Linked DNA regions of Oryzias latipes: region 2 is linked to region 1. Evidence: chromatin contacts called from public Hi-C data. All regions are on one chromosome and are shown on one strand. Each heading gives the region's core, a stretch centred on a gene start, on an enhancer-like site or on the middle of the called end of the contact. The rest is flanking DNA. Distances are from core to core; before and after follow the strand shown. Region 1 holds the start of nr4a1 (nuclear receptor subfamily 4 group A member 1). Region 2 overlaps LOC101154951 (diacylglycerol kinase alpha).

Evidence for each region. A called contact is a pair of places that touch in the nucleus more often than the background predicts.
Region 2: a contact with region 1 is called in a Hi-C map of embryo, with 1.6 times the contacts expected there. The contact joins the enhancer-like site here to the promoter of nr4a1 in region 1. A contact is called at or near these places in 5 of 5 Hi-C or Micro-C datasets (embryo, fibroblasts and gastrula embryo).

The regions. Positions count from the first base shown.
Region 1 is chr7:22,179,831-22,184,296 of ASM223467v1, reverse strand. It overlaps nr4a1 (nuclear receptor subfamily 4 group A member 1), which reads left to right and starts at 2,513. Exons shown (of 6, transcript XM_020704862.1): 1 at 2,513-3,295; 2 at 3,399-3,528; 3 at 3,772-3,935; 4 at 4,027-4,229; 5 at 4,321-4,466. The coding sequence starts at 2,513.
Region 2 is chr7:22,226,877-22,231,342 of ASM223467v1, reverse strand. LOC101154951 (diacylglycerol kinase alpha) reads left to right here. Exons shown (of 24, transcript XM_004070884.4): 2 at 2,539-2,642; 3 at 3,003-3,079. The coding sequence starts at 2,567. Among protein-coding and RNA genes, the nearest start is that of LOC101154951, 8.0 kb to the left of the region's middle. Within about 2 kb of position 2,577, at least 2 of the 8 cell types and tissues checked have an H3K27ac peak or open chromatin away from gene starts, as enhancers often do. A contact at or near this core is called in embryo, where this site is marked.

The DNA of each region.
Region 1 (4,466 bases), core at 1,264-3,763:
GAAACCCGAGAAAGCAGGTACAAAACTGAACCCCACGGAATGCTGAGAAAGAGATGGCAAATTAATGCCGGAGGCTACAAAATAAAACCACAAAACACAGCAGCACATAATCAGGTCTAAGGGCCTTAATCACATCTCTGGAGGCCACAGCTGTGACTCACTGCTTGCCCCTTTCTCATCGTGAAGAGGTTTCTACCCTAAATTTGCAGTATGTTCATTTGTGAATGCCAGGACAACCCAAACTCCACAACTTTGGTGCATGTGGGTGTAAATTCTGAAGACGTTTTAAATGTTGTTTAGCATTTGTGATTTAAGAGGGGGCGTTTGCCATGGATGAAAGTCAACCCCCCTGCCCTTTACTGTTTGCTAGGAAGCCAAAAATGATTCGGCCACTTAAACCTGAAATCCAGCAAGCACAGGCTAGTTCAAACAGAAACCTGCAACAGCAGCAATGATAACCTATTGATCCTGTCGGGGTTCTTTTGCTTCAACACTTTAACGTTATTTTGATGTTTGAAGCTATGCAGTATTGACATGGCTATTTAGATTGTTCTTGTACTGAGCCTAAAAAAAGAATTGTTCCCTCAAAATAATAATTTGGGCAGGGTTGGAGCTTAGGAGGTCAGGTACGCCCTACAGCAGAAAGCCTTGCCCCCCCCCCCAAATCCTTGACTCAATATAAGTATCATTGTTGACAAATATTAAGAAATCCTAAAAGATTCTTTAGGCTTTATTAATGGCACCTCAGCTAAAAGAACTGCTGTTTTAATATTAACAACAGTAAGAATAAGGAAACTGTTTAAGATATGTTCTTTTGCCCGTGTTCTCATTTGTCACACTTCTAAAGTCGCCCCCTCCCCCATATAAAATGTTTATCTCTGCAATGTCGCAACAGTTTATTATTCTGTGAGCATGAATTCATTTTTCGTGGACAGAAATTAGCTTTTTTTTTAGCACAGTGAACTGAGCCTTTTGTCCACACAAATTAGTATTTTTGTATCAATACCCACTAATAATTTGTAGCATTAAATACTCATTTGTGGCAACAAAAATGCTAATTAAGTGCTCAAAAAAATGCTAATTTGTGGCACACAAAACTTTAATTTGTGTGGCTACAAAACGCTAATAAAATGTTCTTGTGCCCATATAATGTCAAATTGTGGTTACAAAATGCTACATTGTGGTTACAGAATGCTACATTGTGTGCATAATATGGTAATTGTTAATGTGAGGGAACAATTTCTTAAATGTTTTGTACAGGGCTTTCTATTCTTGCTTTTACTTGCAATTGAATTGACCCAAACTTAGGCGTTTTTTTAAGTAACTGAGTTATTGTTATTAAAGGGGTTAGATCCCTGTATTTCCATTTGCTCAATGTTAATAAACACTTGCTAAATAGAACCTCCCACTTTTATTCAGATCTACTCTGTTTTACCTAGATATCAGTAGCGCGCGCCCGTGCGCACGTGTCTGTCAAGTCGGACAAAGCTGCGGTTCTGGGCGTACGAGCGTCAACGGAATCCCGTAGTGCGTCACAAAAGCGCTGTTCTCTCGAAAGGTGCTGTGATTGGCTGCACCATGGAAATCTCCCGCCCACTCATTTGACACGCATGGAAAATGACGTCATGGACAGTGCTACGCTAGAGCAAAAGTATAAGAGAGGCGGGGAGGACCAGAGGAGCCGGACGGAGAACCTGTCAGCTGGGAGACGCTGATCATGAGAGACGGTCGCTCGTAAAGTGGAGAAAATTCACAAAAATACTTTAACGGACTAGACAGGTAAGAAGCATCTTAGTAAATCAATCCTATAGTGTTTATTTGAACTGCTTTATTTTTATTTTTGAACGGAAAACAAATCATCTGACTTTTACAGCTGCACGCACATATGCGGTTTAATGTTTTTTGAAATCGCTTCACGTGTTTAAAAAGTCGATGAAGTCTTCTGAAGTTAGTAGTCTGCTGGTTTAATTTTGCACATGCGTGTTTTGGCAGTGTACTCCAGAGTGAAAGTCAACCCCGCTGCACTTTTCAGGCGTTACTATAATTACTAGGAAATGAGAAATGATAAAGTGGGATTTGATGACTGCTCCAACAAACAAGCACGACTTTCTAGGATTTTCTTATAAATGGAGGTTGACAGGGAAGAAACATGAAAATTCAAGTTAAAAATATTCACTTAAATTACAGAGATACTGTGTCAAAGGGTTGTGATAAACAATACTTTCAATACAAAGATGACAGCAGCAGTAATTATGGTACTCTTGGTTTTTTTATTTGATATATCAGTAAAACATTTGTATAAATTGAAGTTTGAAAAGCCAAATACTGATGCTCCATTGGTAGACACAGGAATTGAATCAGGATCTTAAGGATTGACAATAAGCTGCTCCACTGAGCTGTGTGTATACATTATGTATAACATTTCACTCTGGAGTGGAAGCTTGTTCTTGAAAGCTCATTGAAGACCTAAAATCCAAGCTAACATGTTCATTTCTCTCTCAGTCTCACAGTCATGACTTGCGTACACCCCCGACATGGACGTCAGCCCACTGAGAGCAGTTTCAGCAGCTCTGAGCTTCAGAATGCAGACTTTCTCTCCAGGCTGGCCGTTGACATGAGTGGCTCCCTGGAGCACCACTCTACTCCGTCCCTGCCAAGCATCGGCTCCTTGGTGGGCACACCTACGGGATCTTTTGATGCGTACTCATGCCAGTTCACTACAACCCCTGCCCATGTACCTTCAGCGTCAGGCCAGGAAAGCCCCTTCAAGCTGGACGAGCTCCAAGTTTATGGCTGCTACCCTGGAGCGTTCACTCTGAGTTACCCAGATGAGGCTGTGTCTCCCAGTGGCTCGGATTACTTTGGCAGCCCCGCGTCCGCCTCTTCTCCTTCGACTCCTGGGTTCCAGAGTCAGAATGTGTCTAACTGGGATTCAGCTTTTGGGCCATATTCCCCTGGTCAAGGATACTGGATGACTGAGGACACCTCAGGGCCACATACTCCATCTTTTTTCATGTTTGGCTCAGGTTCTGTGGAGGACATGTCTCATTTGGGTCAGGCACTTTTCCGAGAGCAGGAACCCTTTGCCGCATCTCAACCTCACCCATCTGCGATGCAGTTTCCCGCTATGGGGATGGAACAGGCCCTTTGTCTCGACAGTGCTGAACAGCGGGATGGAAGTCTATCGCCCAAGCTGAAAAGTGGAAGTGAGGGCGGCTGCGCTGTTTGTGGAGACAATGCCTCCTGTCAGCACTATGGGGTCCGCACCTGTGAGGGATGCAAGGGTTTTTTCAAGGTAAGAAAAGACAAACCAGTCCATAGTGGCTTAGTCGCTTCATAGAAACATAGCAATTTAAAAGGTAAAATAACTAATTCCTCTACTGTTTTCTTTTTCACAGCGCACAGTTCAGAAAAATTCCAAGTATGTCTGCCTTGCCAACAAAGACTGCCCTGTGGACAAGAGGAGGAGAAATCGATGCCAGTTCTGTCGCTTCCAGAAGTGTCTGGCAGTGGGAATGGTCAGAGAAGGTATGCAAAGTACAATACCTCATTGTACTATCATATTATTGAAAATAACAACTCTAAAGCTAATGGCAACATTAATATCAAGCATAAATGAAACATGATAGATTCTACATCAAGCTTTAAAATGTTCAATTGGACTGTTCTTTTCCTTAAACAAGAGTCTGCTTTCATAGCAAATATAGAGAAGAGAGATTCAGGGAAGATGAATAATTTGAGACTAACACTTGATGTCACCTTTTTCTACAGTTGTTAGAACGGATAGCCTGAAAGGACGGAGGGGTCGCTTACCATCGAAGCCTAAAGGTGTCAAAGATGCCACTCCCATTGTATCCCCAGTGAGCATGATTGCGTCGCTGGTCAGGGCCCACATTGACTCAAACCCTGCTGTTGGAAATCTGGATTACTCTAAGGTAAGCCAAAGCAGGGTTCCTCTTTTTTTGTAGTTCTGTTTTTGTATACTTTGAATAAAGCTAAACTCCCATTTGTTTTATGTTCTCTTAGTACCTCGAGAAGGAAGTCAGCGCGAACCAGAAGGAAGACGTGAGTGACATAAAGCAGTTTTACGACCTCCTCACGGCTTCTTTAGAGGTTATCAGAAAGTGGGCGAAGGACATCCCAGGTTTCTCTGACTTCTGCTTGGAGGATCAGGAACTGCTGGTGGAATCTGCATTCGTTGAACTCTTTATCCTGCGTCTTGCCTATCGGTGTGTGCCATTCTCCTCTGGTTTCTGTTCTGTTTATCTCTTAATGTTTGAAAAAAAAACAACAACACATACTTTTTTACCATTTATAAAGGTCCAATCCTAAAATGGAGAAGCTCATCTTCTGCAACGGAGCTGTCCTGCATAAAACACAGTGTGTCCGGGGCTTTGGGGAATGGATCGACTCCATCCTGGAGTTTTCTCAAAGCCTTCATCGCATGAAGTTGGATGTCTCCTCCT
Region 2 (4,466 bases), core at 1,328-3,827, 47 kb before region 1:
GCTGTTGTTTGCAGTACTTCACCCGGGCGAGGTTGTGGACTTTGACTGGACCATTGAAACACACAGATTTCTTTGTTTTGGGTCACTAAGCCTGTGTGAGATTTTTTGCTTTGTTAAGAGAGTCGCACAGTTTCAGTCGCTCGCTTTAAGGCCTGTTAATCAGATAGTCGCAGTTATCTGGCTTACCGGGGTATTGGTGTTTGAGCCAGTGTCTCTGCAACAAACGGCACATATCCTTACCACTCTGCCATCGTGCTTGCTTATGGAAAGTGTTTGTAAAGTGTTTGGTTTTTAGCAAATATGGCGTTCTAGATTACGGGCAGTTGTCACCACTTTGGCCTCACATGGTCAAAGAGCAGCTTTTGTGGTTTGTTGAGAAGCAGCTCTGCAAAGCTAACATGCAGCTTAAAAAAAAATCGCAATAAATTACAAAGCTTGAGCAGACTATTTCTAATTTCACTTTTCTTTTTAGCAAATTTATGCATAAAGTTTAGAGAAACTTAGATTTGACTTTTCATTTGCCTTTCTGAGCATTTCTACAGTGGCTCTGAAGAGCAAATCACACCAACAGATCACTCGTCGCAAAAATATAATAAAGATCACATCGACAATTAAAAAAACAAAACAAATAATATAAAAATGTGACATTTTAGAAATCAAAAGAAAATTCCAGAAACCAAAACACAATTGCAGTTAAAAAATGAAATACAACAAGAAACCGGAAAAGGAAGGTACTATGGGATGTCACTGATTGGATGATGATGTCTGCACAGTTTTATGATTATGGAGCAGATCAGTATGGCTTCATGTCAAATAACCTTAGGCTGAAATGATGGACAAACGTCAACATCCAATCAGTGACGTCCCATAGTACTTTCCTTTTCCGGTTTCTTTTTTTGTTTCATTTTTTAAACATTTCATTTTGATTTCTGGAAATTACTCTTGTTTTCTGAAATGTTTAAATTTTTGTCATTGTTTTTTGATTTGTGGAATTTTATTTTGATTTCTATTACATAATGTTTTATGCTTTGTTTTGCTTTTTGAATTGTTTTTGTGGTCTTTAACCCTTGTGCTATCTTAGATGACCCCACCCTTACATTGACGTGTTCTCCCTACCAAGACAAAGGTGGAGAAAGGTGGAAAGATTTCATGTAATCCATGGACACCAGGAAAGATCACAAATCATTGAAGAAAGTGTCTTGTGGGGTCTAGATGACTCAACTCTCAATGTTAAAGGGCCTAGGATAGCACAAGGGTTACTTCGTTTTTGCCTTGATTTGCATTGGTTGGTGTAATTTGGACTTGAGGGCTACCGTACATTTCATCTGTTAGTGAACTTTGTACTTTGTGGTAATGCTTTTCATGTTAGGTGGCGTAATTGTATCTAGTAATGGACCACTAGTTTAGGCTTGCTTTTGTCATAAGTCTTCCTTTGGACAGACTGAGATGCACTCAGCCACAAGTCTAGGCTATTTTGATTGAGAGAGGAATACATTATTCAGTCAGGGAAGGATTCATCCTAATACTTGTTATCGCAGAGCTGATGGGAAAAAAAATGCGTTTACTGCGTCAGATGACTGCCCCGAAATGATTGTTAGTCCATTAAATATTTGATCATTTCTGCAAGAATCAATCAGTGCATTTGTAATTGGACTAGTTTATTGACACACATCAGCAGCTGCAGCAGCAGCGCAATTGAACAAATTCAGATAGTATCTTTCACTTTCCAAAGAATGTGTTTTTACTTTCCTCAATGACTAATAAGCTCTGTATTTATCTGGCCGTGTTGCTGTCTTGACACAATCTGCTCCCATTATGCCTTAGCGACACTTTAGCAGCCGTTGAAAGCATTCATAACAAGCCGGTCCTGCAGGTCATTTTCTTATTGCTCTTAGGAGTTCACTCTTCATGTTAGATTCAAATATCTTCCCTTGCAGCCTCTGATGACATTTAAGTGTCTTCCTTTTTTCAGAAGGGGAGGCCCCCCGACAGCCTGACAGGCCAGCTTGGTTATTTTAACATTTGGCTGTCACTCATGTTTTGCAGTTTAAATCTGCTCTCTTTTGCACAAACCAACGTCTTCCTATTACTGCAATGTTATTATTGGGCGGAAATGGGCTAATGGAAACATTGAAAACATAATTTGGGTGCAGCAAATCCCAAGAGGTGAAGTATCATGAGGTTTAGACAAACCTAGTTCCAACAAGCATAGTGGAAGCGTGCATATGCCTGCAAAAATGCATCATATTAAAAAAAAAAAAAAGGAATAGGACTCATTGAAAAAAAATCAAAGAGATCCTCTCACGCACACTTGTTTTATATATAACTTTCTGCTTAACGCAAACTTTAAATGTGGATTTTTTTTTTCCTGTCTACAAATGTGGATTTTTGCAGAGCAAGATGGAAGATGCTATCTCTTGCTCACAGCAGAGTAGCCTGCTTCTTTTATGTTTTACAAAGAGGCAGGCTACTCTGCACCCACCTCCTCTTTTCACTCCGTCTACATCAACTGCTCCTCTCGTCTGTGCGTACACACAGGCAGGCGGTTAGTGCAGAAGCAAGCACCATGTCCACCCCCACAAACCCAGAGGTGAAGGAACTGAACCCTGTCGACTTTATCCAGCTGCAACAGTACATTGAATGTGAGTACAGACAGGCGGGCAGGCAGCTTCTGCAGCACTTAACATCCCTCCCCACACTCACACTTCCACCCACTCACACTCATTTACAGTCGCTCATGGTTTTTCATATCCAAGCAGCAGCAGTCTATCACGTTTGTTATTTATCTATTTATTTTGGGATCATTTTCATGCCGGATAAGCACGCACAGGTTTTGCTGTGCTCTAAATAAAGAGATCACTGCATGTTGTAGTAAAATGCACCACAAAGGTCGCACAAACAGAGACTGAAAACAATCTCTGAAGGATAAAAATGTTGCTAAGTACTCCTGTTCCACGAGGACACGTGTTCCCCTGTTTGACCCGTGTGTTCTCTGCCTCCAGACTGCAGCTTGAAGGTGAAAGACGTGCTGAGGGAATTTGATGCAGACGGCAGCCTTGCCCAGCACAGACACGGAGAGGTGAGGGAACGGCGTGTCCTGCTACGGCCCACTCCTGGAAAACTGACTCACACACAAGGCGATCAACTTAGCAAAAAATAGCTGTGAATCAAGAAAGTGATTCATGTGCTTTGTGGAGTAATTAACTGCTCAGTCAGGTTCCAGCTTATTGATCACTCTGAGTAAGCTGTGGCGCATAAGCAGGGATAGAAACATGTGGTGCGATCTTAGATTTGCCCACACAGTAATACAAATGAATGCTTAAACAGAATCTTTGTCCCACATATGCAGAAATAGGATTTAAAAGAGATAAAACTATATATCAGTGTCCAACAATTAAAACAATTATTGCAGGAAATAAGTCAAATTTCAAATAATCCTTTGGCACAATAATCTTTGTTAACTCCTTGACTCCTGAATTTATTTCCAGCTATGAAAAAAGAAATCACTTATGGTTTTGGATTCATGTATTGCTAAATTAAGTCAAGTTTAGAGCAGAAGTGGTTTGATGCATATTTGCACCATTGGGCGTCAGCAAAAAGGTCTATGGAAATGACAAAGTAAAACTATTTAAGATATACCGTACTTAAAGCATTTTTTACATTTCCTTTTTTTGTCTGTCATAACCAAAGATGCTTTCATGTGTCTAAATATTACTGTAGCATTTCTGCAAGGTATTAGCCAGGGAAATGGACTAATATCAACATGAAATGGGTTTGTGGTTCACTATTATCGAGGGAGTGCTTCTTGTTAGCCCTGCAGCATGTCATCTTCTGAGATTCAGTCGATCCAAACAGATGGGCTGGAATTTGGCTTATTTATTTATTTACTAATGTCAGAAAAATCCTGCAGCTATTTCAAGTCCCACTCTGATCATCGTTTGATTTACGGTATTTTAAAAGCCTTCCCAGTGGAGTTTTTATTAGGATGGTGCTGTTTTTTTGCCAGAGTATAAAACCTGTTCTTTTTTTTCTAGGACGTAGTTTCTGCAGAGCAGATTTCGCCTCTGAAACGTGGGCGGGATTGTTGATGTGGAGAAAAGCCTGCCCCACTCTCCCGCTAGGTGCAACAAAAATGTCAAGCAACATAGGAGTTATCCAACTGTATAGTTATTAGGTTAGATGAGGAAAACGAAGACAGACATGGATCTAGCTTGTGATCTGCTAAATGTAACTCCTATGTCGCAGCTACAAGCTTTTTCAGAAGGCATTTTTTCATCTGCTCCTTATTCACAACAATTTCAAAAAAGAAAAACTCAAAAACGCAAATTTAAGCTTAATTTTCTTTATACATGTCCTCCATCAAGAGAAAATGCCACAAGAACATGTTAAAATCACTAACAACACAATTTTTATCAGAGTGGGTCTATAAAAGGCTTCAGAGACATACCTACTTACATACATATATG